Linked DNA regions of Mus musculus: region 2 is linked to region 1. The links are chromatin contacts, called in public promoter capture Hi-C maps. All regions are on one chromosome and are shown on one strand. Each heading gives the region's core, a stretch centred on a gene start, on an enhancer-like site or on the middle of the called end of the contact. The rest is flanking DNA. Distances are from core to core; before and after follow the strand shown.

Region 1 (5,973 bases), core at 1,747-4,246:
CTAGGTGGTTTTCATTTCATTTGATTGTTAAGATGTTTGTTTTGTTAATTTTAGAACCGTGGAAGATTTGAAAAATAATGAAAGCCAGTGGAAAGATTCCCCACTGGCCACCAGACACCGTGAAATGCTGAAGCGCTGTAAAACTCAGCTTAAGGTTTGTACAGTTGATTGACATAATTATGGCCCAGCTTCTTAATAGCAATCCCCTTGCCAGAGTATGCACCCTGAGCAAGCACTCGTATGTCCCTGTTATTTCTTTGTTGTTCTTTTCTCTCAAGGTACCACAGGACTTGTTGCTACCTTGCATATTTCCGTATCTCATTATTTAAATCTCAGCAGAGAACACACATGTGTATATCCGGTTGAGTCGTTAGTAAGTGTTCTCGACCGCAGTGTAACCTCCCCCCTCCATCCCTGCCACACTCATGTTCAGGACACGCATCCAGATACAGGCTGCCACGGCAGTTGCCACAGCGCACTGTGGCGGTAGAAAGATCCCCGTCACCTGTGCTCTTAATCACTATGTCTAATGAAGACGATCTGTCCCATAGAACCTACACCTGAATAGCCCTGCGGTAAAAGCAGAGACACACATGTGCATCTTCTGTGCTGTGTTCAGAAGGCAAAGCTGTGTTAGCTGTTCACGGGCTCTTTACTGGGATTATAGCGAAAAGTGTCTCTCTGATTTCCATGACAAGCGAAATTTTCACGTTTTTGTTTGCTAATACTGCAGAGTGCTTTTGAGATATAAAATGGAGCTAGGTGTAGTGGCTCATACCTGTAACCCCAACACTAACCCAGGCCAAGAAGGGAGTGTGGCTGTGGTTTTTAAGGCCACCCTGAGCTACAGAATGAGACCCTGTCTTACCCGAACGTCAGGATGCAGAATGACCGGAGCTCTTCTTTCAGATCTGTAGCCTCCCTTATATTCCATTGTTGTGACTAAGGGGTCTGTAAGAAGCTCAACATCCACTTGCACGATGTGGCTCTGTGTGTCTCCTCTGGCAGGTGGCCCTCTGAGATGTGGCCTCTGTGCCTCTCCTCTGGCAGGCGGCCCTCTGAGATGTGGCCTCTGTGCCTCTCCTCTGGCAGGAGGCCCTCTGAGATGTGGCTCTGTGTGTCTCCTCTGGCAGGCGGCCCTCTGAGATGTTGCAGACAGATATTTTGCTTGAGAGTAGCACAGAACTGTTGATGCTGAAATTCAGATACAACTTGTCTGGCTTTTTCCCACTAATTGTCCAAGTTCCTGAGCGATGATGTCAGTGACTGACCTTCAGCACTGACTGATGGCCTCTCTGCTCAGTGGCTTGCATGGCCTATCTTCCTGTTGTCTTTATTCTGAAAACAGAAAGACCCTGACACAACCACCAGTGTCCCGAGGCTAGGCAGAGCTACCGAACCTAGACTTCTCATCTCCTGGCCCCTCACTGCCTACTCATGCTCAGGGGCCATGGCACTGGACTAATCTTCGGGCCGGGGCCCATCCTCTTCCACAGAAACTGGTACGGTGCAAGGCCTGTGCTGACGCTGGCTTACTTGACGAGAGCTTCCTAAGAAGATGCCTGAATTTTTATGGCCTTCTCATTCAGCTGATGCTGCGCATCCTGGACCCTGCATATCCTGAGTAAGTGTGCTCTTTGCCGTGCCTCGTCTTCACGGTGGCTACCGGGCTATTGTTCTTGAGTCATAACTAAACCTTGAGAATTTTTATAGTTATGCATAAATACATATGAAGCTAGATTAATATTTCCCCATGTGTTTTTTAGTGGCTGTCAGTTTTAAAATTTTGCTATAACATTGGATGGCTAGAAAAGGAAGTTTATAAATTGGAAGCAAAGTGCTAGAGGTGACAGGCTCCTGAGCCTCCTGAGCACCAAGTCTCGGAGAGCCGAGGACACCGACAGTCACTGTTGTTGTTTAAGTCAGGTCTCTTACGTTCTGTGAACCCCCTAGGTCACAGGTATTGGTTAGTTTGGCCTGTGTTCCTAAAAGACTGGAAAAGCTTATATAAAGTATATGCTGGCTTTATCCACCCAGTATGAGTTGCTTGAAATGACCAAATTCGACCTTTGGGTTTCTTTCCCATTTTAACTACTTCCTTAAGTCTGGCAAGAAAAGAAGATGAGGCAAACACTTACAAAACACGCCCAGGCCTTCCTCATCCTTTCTGCACACTGCGGGTCAGTCGTTTGCCTGTGCACTTTTACACATGTGTTACACAGTGAGGGCTGCTCTTTCCACATGGGGCATTTGGAAGTACAACACCCCAGGTAATCAGTGTTCCATGATAGCATTTGTAAATTGTGGGGTTTTTCTCCTCTACAGCGTAACACTGCCTTTGAATTCAGAAGTCCCCAAGGTATTTGCAGCATTGCCTGAGTTTTATGTCGAAGATGTTGCTGAATTTTTATTTTTTATTGTACAGTAAGTACTTCCCGTACTGTATGTTCTTCTGCTTATACACTGTGCCTGGTCCTCTGAGCTGTGTCTTCTTCTGCTTATACATTGTGCGTGGTGCCCTGAGCTGTGTGTTCTGCTGCTTATACACTGTGCCTGGTGCCCTGAGCTGCGTGGTGTTCTGCTTATACACTGTGCCTGGTGCCCTGAGCTGTGTGTTCTGCTGCTTATACACTGTGCCTGGTGCCCTGAGCTGTGTGTTCTTCTGCTTATACACTGTGCCTGGTGCCCTGAGCTGTGTGTTCTTCTGCTTATACACTGTGCCTGGTGCCCTGAGCTGTGTGTTCTGCTGCTTATACACTGTGCCTGGTGCCCTGAGCTGCGTGTTCTGCTGCTTATACACTGTGCCTGGTGCCCTGAGCTGTGTCATGGTTCACATAGCTGCGCTTCAGTCGGAGGTTGTGTGACTCTGTTTACCTGAATGCTGCTCAGAACTTAGAGAAAGAAACCCCCTTCAGCAGCAGCTGATTCCAATTTGATCTCCAAGACAGAGGCAGTGGCAAGTTCTCTGTGAAACCTGAGCAGTGTTTGATAATTGAACAGGCTCTGGAGAAATGCCCCAGGAAATGTCCAAAACCAAAAGTACCCACAGCTGTGTTTGAACCAAAACTGTCTCCATTTGTAAAACTGGAGAAGCTGCGTGTCTGGTACGTGGGGGGAGATAGGCAGTTTGTTTGGATTTTTGTTTCCTAAAATCCTCACTTCAGGGGCTAGAGCCTTCTCTGGCCTCTCAGGGAGACCCCTCAGGTCAGCTGCCCAGCAGGTAAAGGGCCCTGGACTCAATCCCCAGTACTACTGAAAACAAAAATCAAAGCAAAGCCCTTCACTTTTCATTTTGAAACTGTGAGAGGTAATTTCTCATCACCATAACTATATGGGAACTGGTTGGCAGAAGAATGTGTGTGAAATCTGGTTTCAAACGCAAAAGCAGGATAGACCAGAAACAACATCCAAAGTTATACAAAGCAAATTTGTGTTATGTCCTAAAAGCTGCCCCCAGCCGAGCATGGTGGTGACTGACACCTGTAAGCCCAGCACCTGGAAGCTCACACAGGAGCATTGTGAGTTCCAGGCTAGCCTGGTCTACATATCGAGCCGCTCCCTCGATCAGCAAAAGGACAGACAAGCTCTCTCTGTGCAGGCCCAGTCAGTGGTGGTAACGTGGAGGGGTTAGTTTTTGTTTTTTTGAGACAGGGTTTCTCTGTACAGCCCTGGCTGTCCTGGAACTCACTTTGTAGACCAGGCTGGCCTCGAACTCAGAAATCCACCTGCCTCTGCCTCCCAAGTGCTGGGATTAAAGGCGTGCACCACTACCGCCCGGCTTACATTTTAATTTCTTAAAATTTGAACTTTTTTTTTTTTTTTTTTTTTTTAAATTGGGGCAGGTGGCTAGAGAGATGGAGATCAATTCCAGCAATCACGAGGTGGCTCACAACCACATATCCTAGGATCTGATGCCCTCTTCTGGCATGCAGGCAAACATACAGAGAGAGCACTCATTTACAAAGATTGGGTGATATTTGAGACTGGGTTTCTCTGTGTAGCTCTGGCTGTCTTGGAACTCGTCACTCTGTAGATCAGGCTGGCCTCAAACTCCAGAGATTCACCTGCCTCTACCTCCTGAGTTGTGGGATTGAAGGTGTGTGCCACCACTGCCTGGCTAAAAATATTTTAATTACATGTATTTATTCGTGTGCGCATGGGGTCCTTGAATGCTACAGAGGTCCTGCTAACAATTGGGTCCTAGAGATGGAATTCAGGTTGTCCATTCTGAAGCTGGGCATGGTCATGCATTCCCATAATATAAGTATTTGGGAAGTAGAGGCAAATGATAACACGTTCAAAGCCAGCATATAGTGAATTTGAGGACAGTTGAAGCTATTTAAAAGATCCTGTCTTTTAAAATAAATAAAACCCCCACTTTTGGACAGTGAAGATCTTTTTGTGAAGTTTCAGTTATGGCTTTTGCTTACTTTCTAAAACACATTGCAGCCAACACTCAGGTTTGCTTTGAATCTTTGTGGCTCCAGTGTGCACATTGTTGAACCATGTAGAGGCACTCCAGTACTCCCCCTCTGCTGTGTGCCCCAGTATCCCCCTCTGCTGTGTATGTACTCCAGTACCCCCCTCTGCTGTGTATGTACTCCAGTACCCCCCCTCTGCTGTGTACCCCAGTACCCCCCTCTGCTGTGTATGTACCCCAGTACCCCCTCTGCTGTGTATGTACCCCAGTACCCCCCTCTCTGCTGTGTATGTACCCCAGTACCCCCTCTCTGCTGTGTATGTACCCCAGTACCCCCCTCTGCTGTGTATGTACCCCAGTACCCCCTCTCTGCTGTGTATGTACCCCAGTACCCCCCTCTGCTGTGTATGTACCCCAGTACCCCCCTCTGCTGGACCCTGTCTCCTTCCCGGCCTAGCGAGCTCTCCGAGACTCACCATGTGTTTTCTCCTCTTTACAGATACTCTCCTCAGGTGCTTTATGAGCCCTGCACTCAGGACATTGTCATGTTCCTCGTTGTGATGCTGTGCAACCAGAACTACATCCGAAACCCTTACCTAGTGGCCAAGCTGGTGGAGGTCATGTTCATGACCAACCCTTCTGTCCAGCCGAGAACTCAGAAGTTCTTTGAGATGATTGAGAACCATCCTCTCTCTACCAAACTGCTGGTGCCGTCCCTCATGAAGTTCTATACAGGTGGGTTTCAGAGTAGGCCCTGGGGTATGTGGTAATGTACTTGACCCAAGGTTGTTTCAGAGCGAACTTAAATCTAAATCTGTGACCTAGATTCACAAATAGATAAATAAATAATCCTGCCATCAAGGCTTTAACATCTGCTTATGTAAATCACTTCCTAGCCCCAGCTCAGAGCACAGGCTGTCGCATGCCTTCTCTCCCGGCCTCTGAGAGCTCGCACTGGCCACTGCGTGTGCGGCCTTCCGTTGATTTACACTGTTCGTTGTTGTTAGTCCAAGCTGATGTTTTCATCTGAGTTGTTAACCTGGTTCATTTGCTGTTGAGTTTACAGTATCTGATATATAACACCATCCTGTGGCTGCCTTTTCAAAGAGATGGAACAGGAGAGAGTTTGATATATGCATTCTAGGTCATCCTTGACTGCCACAGCAAGTTTGAGGCTACCTTAAGCTTCTGAAAAGAAGAAAAAGGCAACAACAGAAAGTGACTGGGCGGGGCTGGAGAGATGGCTCAACGGTTAAGAGCACTGACTGTTCTTCCAAAGGTCCTGAGTTCAATTCCCAGCAACCACATGGTGGCTCACCTGTAATGGGATCTGATGCTCTCTTTTGGTGTGTCCGATGACAGTGTACTCAAATAAATAAACAAACAAGCCTTTAAAATTAAAAAAAAAAAAAAAATTTAAGAAAGTGGTTGGGCTTCACCCGAGCCAGTGAGCTGAGCATTCTGGGATGCTCTGGGAGTCCTCCCACATTCATCAGCGTATCACATTCACTGAGCTCCTGCCATTTGCTAGGTACTGTCTGCTGTGCTCAGTT
Region 2 (5,973 bases), core at 1,425-3,924, 170 kb after region 1:
TTTTGGTTTTGTTCTATTTACTTATTCATTTGTTCATTCATTCATTCGTTCGTTCGTTCATTTGGGTTTTTTGCGACATGGTCTAACTGTGTATCATGGGCCTGACCATCTGGCACGTTTTGAAAGTCTGTCTCCCTTCTTCACTAATGTATGCTCCGCTCCATGAGTGCAGGACTTTGCCATGTGCTTTGAACAATAGGTGCTTGGCGTGTGTGTGCAGGCTGTGTAATAGCAGGGAGAATTAGAGACACATAGAGCTTCTCATTCTTTCTCTCCCCTCCCTCATCTCTCTCCTTCCTCCTCCTCCTCTTCTTCACTCTGGGGACAGAAACAAGGGTTTGGTGCGTTGCCTATGAGCAGTAATAATTGTGTTACAGAGGCTTGTTTTCTTTAATGACTTTGAATCAGCCTTAAAAAAGATGGCTATCTTAGACGACTTTTGCTGCTCTCTGTGGCAGAGGCAGACGTAAAGTGCTTGTCATATAAGCATGAGAACCTGCGTTCAGATCCACAGCGCCCGTGTAAAAAGAGTCGCCTCTGATCCCAGGGTTGAGGCGGCCGAGACGGCAGATCCTGGGCTTGCTGCTGCCTAGTCTAGCTAACGTTGAGCTCCGTTGTGCTGCTGCTGCTGAGTCTCATTGGTGCTGCCTTTGTTGTAGTTGTCTGACATCTCTCCAATTGGACGGGACCCCTCTGTGTCCAGTTTCAGCAGTTCCACCCTCACGCCCTCCTCCACTTGCCCCTCCTTGGTGGACTCCAGGAGCAGCTCTATGGATCAGAAGTGAGTACTCAGATTTCACAGAGACAAAGTACCAGTTTTTCTATAGTTCTGGATTCAGCTCAACATCACTGTCCTATTCTGGACAACTCTAGAGTGTGTGGGCACTTTCTTCATTTAAGTTTATTAACTTTAGGTTGTTATTAGATGTATGAAATTGTTATATGTGCTACTAAGAAAGCAGAAGCTAGTTAAAAACACAAATCAAATGTAAGATGGATCCAAAGAAATGATAAAGCATAGAGGCCCACCGAGATGGCTCAGATGGTGAAGCGCTTGCTGTGCCAGCATGAGAACCTGCGTTCAGCTCCCCAGCATCCGCATAAAAAGCATCTGCAGGGGAACAGGACTGGTCTCAGTGCTGAGGAGGCTGAGACAGGTGGATCTAAGAGCTGGGGGACGGGAGGAGTGTCTTCTGGATGTGGTCACCTGCCTGAGACCTGCATAAGAAGAAGCCAGCCCATGGATTGGGAGGGGCTCAGGGGGCCCAGTTCCTAGCTGAGGAGCTATTGGCAACTGATGGCTGCTGGGAAAGAGTCCTTTTTCTTTGTGGCATGGCCACTGGTCCGTGCTCTAGTATCTGGCCCACGCCTGTGTGAGTGTAGACAGCACTAACTGAACTCACTGGATTACTGACATGAAGCTGGAAGGGCTGTGTGGTGGTGGAGATGACCAAAGTACATTGTATAGGGTATAAAACTCACAGAATAAATAGATACTACATAAAAGGTAAAAACTTAGCACAATTAAGTGGAGAATGATAGAGGAAGGCATCTAGTGAGAGAGGAAGGCTTCCACATGCATGAGCTCATGCATACACACACACTCACACACACACACACACTCAAACACACACACAAACATACCCATGCACACATGTACGCACACACACACAAAAATAGTAAAGCTTGCAAAATGAACCTTTTTTTTTTTAAGATTTTTTTATTTTATGAGTACACTGTAGCTGTCTTCAGACACACCAAAGAGGGCATCAGATTCCATTATAGATGGTTGTGGTTGCTGGGAATTGAACTCAGGACATCTGGAAGAACTATAAGTGCTCTTAACTGCTGAGCCATCTCTCCAGCCTCAAAATGGACCTTTAGAATCAGAAATATACAGAATCATCAGGCTAAGCTATTCTAGGAGACCCCTAACAACCAGAACAGAGGCCTAAAGAATGATGGCGTTCACTACTCTACTCCTCTGCTCTTAGGAGCCTTCTCAGCTAGGTCCAGGTTCTTCTTCATTTGTTTGCTTTATCTGCTATCCACAAGATGTGAACTTTTTTTTTCTAAAGGATTTATTTATTTATTAAGTACACGGTATTCTGCCTGCATTTATGCCTGCAAGCCAGGAGAGGGCACTCGTCCTCGTTACAGATGGTTGTGAGCCACCATGTGGTTGCTGGGAATTGAACTAATGAGAGTCTGGAAGAGCAGACAGTGCTCTTAACCTCTGAGCCATCTCTCCAGCCCAAGATGTGAACTTTTTAAAACCCCTTAGAAACTTGCTATAGCACAGTGGCCAAGCATCTTCCTGTGTCTCTGACTGGGCAGTCTACCAGTCCCAGAGAGAGCTGCTGCTGTCAGTCAGGGGCCACACTTTGAGACCCACTGTGTCAGTTCTGGCCATGAGACTGATAGGACACTCCTGAGGGAACACAGTTCCTATCAGATGCTTGTGTTCTCAGGACTCAGTGGCCCCAGTGTCCTGTTCCACGGAGAAGATGCTGGAATGAGGGTTACCTTTCTGACACCAGCTTCTCTTAGCTGACCTCTGAAACTGATGTTTGCCTCTGGCACTTGGGCAGGCGCACTGTGTCTGGTGAGGTCATGTCCACAGTGGCTCTGACCTAACTGACGTGCTTCTTACTCTTTGCTTCCTCTGTAAGGACCCCAGAAGCCAACTCTCGTGCCTCCAGTCCCTGCCAAGAATTTGAACAGTTTCAGATCGTCCCAACTGTGGAGACACCCTATTTGGCCCGAGCAGGGAAGAATGAATTTCTCAATCTTGTTCCAGACATTGAAGAAGTCAGAGCGGGGTGAGTCCTGTGGCATGCACCCTTTCTAGCTCTGCTGTGCAAGGCTGTTCCAGCCTAGAGCACAGGGCTGTGCTGCCGTGTGCGGTGGGCATCTGGGCCTAGCACATTGTGCTGATGTGACCAGTGATGATCTAGGCCAACTGGATCATTTTCCTGTCCTGGTGCATCTGAGGGCTCGCCTAGTGGAAGCATGTATCGATGGGTCGATCTCAGCTTACTACTGTTTACTTTAGGAGAAACTGACTTCTTTTACAATGTCCTTTCAGATCAGTGGTATCTAAGAAAGGATACCTGCATTTCAAAGAGCCACTTTCCAGTAACTGGGCTAAACATTTCGTTGTGGTTCGTCGCCCTTACGTCTTCATCTATAACAGTGACAAAGACCCAGTAGAGCGTGGCATCATTAACCTGTCTACAGCACAGGTGGAGTACAGCGAGGACCAGCAGGCCATGGTGAAGGTCAGTCTCTCCTGACTTGGCTGTCTGATGCTCCCTGTGTTCTTCCCTTTTGAGTCTGGCGTTCTAGTCTGTGGCATGGATCCTAGTTTATATCTGGGTTGCATGAACTTTCGGTGTGAAGTGCTGTGCACCCTGTGAATTTGGCAAGATGTTCCTAACTGTTCATTCTCTCCAATAACTTTCTTCTACCTAATGTCTCTTCCCAGACACCTAATACTTTTGCTGTATGCACAAAGCACCGTGGGGTCCTTCTGCAAGCTCTCAATGACAAAGACATGAATGACTGGTTATATGCCTTTAACCCACTTCTGGCTGGCACAATAAGGTCAGATACTGTTCTTTTGCTTCATTTCCTCATGCTGAGACAGTCTCACTGTATAGCCCAAGCCAGATTCTAAGTTCTCCACCTCATCCCAAGGACTGGGTTTACAGGTGTGCACTACCATGCCTGGCTCGTGAAAGCTCTTTCTCACATTTACATGAGTAGGAAAGATGTGTCGTTCTAACTGGGATGAAAATGGAAAGGAAGGCAAGGGTACGATGATGAGTTACAGGGTGAGACGAGTGCCCTGCTTCCAGTGCAGTGTCGTGCGTCCTCAGCCGTAAGGACACCACCGGTCCTATCCTTCATCTCCTTTAGGTTTCAGTTTTCAGGAGGTCTGCAGAAGGCCCAGAGCACCGAGTAAAGGAGAAACAGTGCTTTAATGGACTCCCATAGTTCAGGCTGTGTGAGAGGAGCGCATCTCACAGAGTCCCCAGCGTAGGAAAGACCTCATAGCTGTCCCTGGGCTACTGTTAGGAGTCATAATGTCCATATGTGCTCTGCAGGCTATCTGCTCTGCGACCCCTGTGAAAAGGGTATTCAACCCCCAAAGGGGTCTCGAGTTGAGAACTGCTGGTCCAGCCATTTGTTTAGGAGCGTAGAAGCCTGGCCTGCAGAATCGGCTGGGAGAGACCAGCATCCACTCTTCTAACGCTGCCTCCTGTTTTTCTCATAGGTCAAAACTCTCTCGCAGATGCCCGAGCCAGCCAAAGTACTGAGCGTTCTCCTGAGCCTTGCTCACCTTCGACAGATAAAGAAAGTGTTACCTCTCATTCTCTTTGTGATTCTTGACAGTTATTCTTGTATGTAATCCTGTGGCTTAACGACTTTTCCCTCCTCACCCTGCACTTCTCTAGCTCTCTGTTCCCTCTCCATGGCTCTGACTCTTCTTATTCTTGTGCTAAGACTTGTAGCATGTGGCCTAACAAGGGGAACAAAACCACTACACGTCCATACACACTCACACTCACACTCACCCACACCCGAGGGGACCCAGCACATCTCCAAATGATTCTCCTGTGTGCTTCAGCTTCCTTTGGATGTTAGGTCCCCTTCACGGTCACTGTCCGACTGTTGTCTCCGTAGCTCTGGTTTTCAGGGTAACTTCTCTGTCTCTCTTTTTCTTTCCCCTTTGTTTATGATAATCTTCTTTTTTCTGGGTGGTTTAGAGACTAAGGGAGGAGACATTTGGTATTGTCAGCCAGGAGAAGAAAACTTGTTAACTTGTTTCTCTCTCTCTCTCTCTCTTCCTCTCTCTCTCTCTTCTCTCTCTCTCTCTCTCTCTGTCTCTTTTTCTCTCAGTGTCTGTCTCTGTCTATTTGTGTGTGTGTCTGGTGTCTGTCTGTCTCTCTCTGTGTCTGTCTCTGACTCTCTCTCTTTCTCTGTATGTGTGTGTGTGTGTGTCTGTCTGTCTCTGTCTCTCTTTCTCTTTCTCTTTGGTGGCTAATCCATGTGTTTCCATTCAGGGAAAGCACTGTGGGAAGCTCAGAAATGGGATTTAAATTCTCTGTCTAAATCAGGGCTCGGAGCATGGATGTATAGAGTGGAAGATGCAGAGGGGCCTTGTGATTGGCCTGCAACAGAGGCTGCTGCTAGCCCTTTAAGACTCGGGCTGCTGCAGTAGATTGGGCAGTGGGTCACAAGGGTGACTGTAGCTCCTTACAGCAGGGTCCAGCAGGCTTGTCTCCTCCCTGGGAAGGAGCGTTTGTCTAGGAGTTTCCCAACTCTAGTCTCAGTGTCACTGTTTGGAATTAGGTGATGTCATGAACAGATTTCCCACAAGAGGGACTGGGGAGTGTTTGACTTTCTGGTGATATGGACCATTGTTGCTTTGAGAGTGCTGAGTGCAGCTTGTGATTGTTGTCGCTCCCTTTGATCAAAGACTTGTAGCTTCAGCATAAATCTTGAGGTCTCCATCTAAATCCAGTGGCCATTTCCAGTAGTTCTCGTCTCCATATGAACAAACATGGCATTGTTTTCTGGATGCCAGAACTGACCAGTCCTTACCACCACTCCAAACAAATCAGAAGGCATTTAGAGTCGAAAAAGATTGTCTCCCAGCAGTTTGCTACTGGATTGTGAAATGCCTCCTCTGTGACATGCCCCCTTCCCCCACTGTCCTCATCTGGTTTGGAAATACTCCCTTAGGAAGAATTTCCCTGCTACCAGTTTCTGTGGCTTCTAACAAACCAGGCCTCCGGGTTTAAGAGGTTATAGAAAATAACGCTCTTCCTCCACCGGCCAGTAAGTGTCGGGGACTGAGTGGGGCACAGAATGCCCGCTGGGGCTACTTGAGTTGCTGTGCCAGTGACTTGGGGAGCATTCACACTGCTGTTTCCTGGCCTTGCCAGCCTGTTTCAGCATCACTCA

Evidence for each region. Capture Hi-C pulls out chosen DNA fragments and counts their contacts.
Region 2: a promoter capture Hi-C map of adipose tissue shows a contact between it and region 1. The contact joins two enhancer-like sites. A contact is called at or near these places in 9 of 39 promoter capture datasets (the HPC-7 cell line, embryonic stem cells, epiblast stem cells and 4 more), 6 of 484 Hi-C or Micro-C datasets (bone marrow-derived macrophages, cardiomyocytes, cerebellar granule neurons and 3 more) and 4 of 9 other capture datasets (adipose tissue, embryonic stem cells, liver and 1 more).

Annotation. Positions count from the first base shown.
Region 1 is chr4:149,347,109-149,353,081 of GRCm38.p6, reverse strand. It overlaps Ube4b (ubiquitination factor E4B), which reads left to right. Exons shown (of 27, transcript NM_022022.3): 17 at 55-154; 18 at 1,497-1,624; 19 at 2,326-2,424; 20 at 4,920-5,155. Among named protein-coding and RNA genes, the nearest start is that of Ube4bos3, 15 kb to the right of the region's middle. Within about 2 kb of position 2,996, at least 16 of the 459 cell types and tissues checked have an H3K27ac peak or open chromatin away from gene starts, as enhancers often do. A contact at or near this core is called in adipose tissue, where this site is marked.
Region 2 is chr4:149,179,117-149,185,089 of GRCm38.p6, reverse strand. Kif1b (kinesin family member 1B) reads left to right here. Exons shown (of 49, transcript NM_001290995.1): 45 at 660-781; 46 at 2,673-2,822; 47 at 3,089-3,281; 48 at 3,488-3,606; 49 at 4,280-5,973. The coding sequence ends at 4,322. Among named protein-coding and RNA genes, the nearest start is that of Pgd, 15 kb to the right of the region's middle. Within about 2 kb of position 2,674, at least 25 of the 459 cell types and tissues checked have an H3K27ac peak or open chromatin away from gene starts, as enhancers often do. A contact at or near this core is called in adipose tissue, where this site is marked.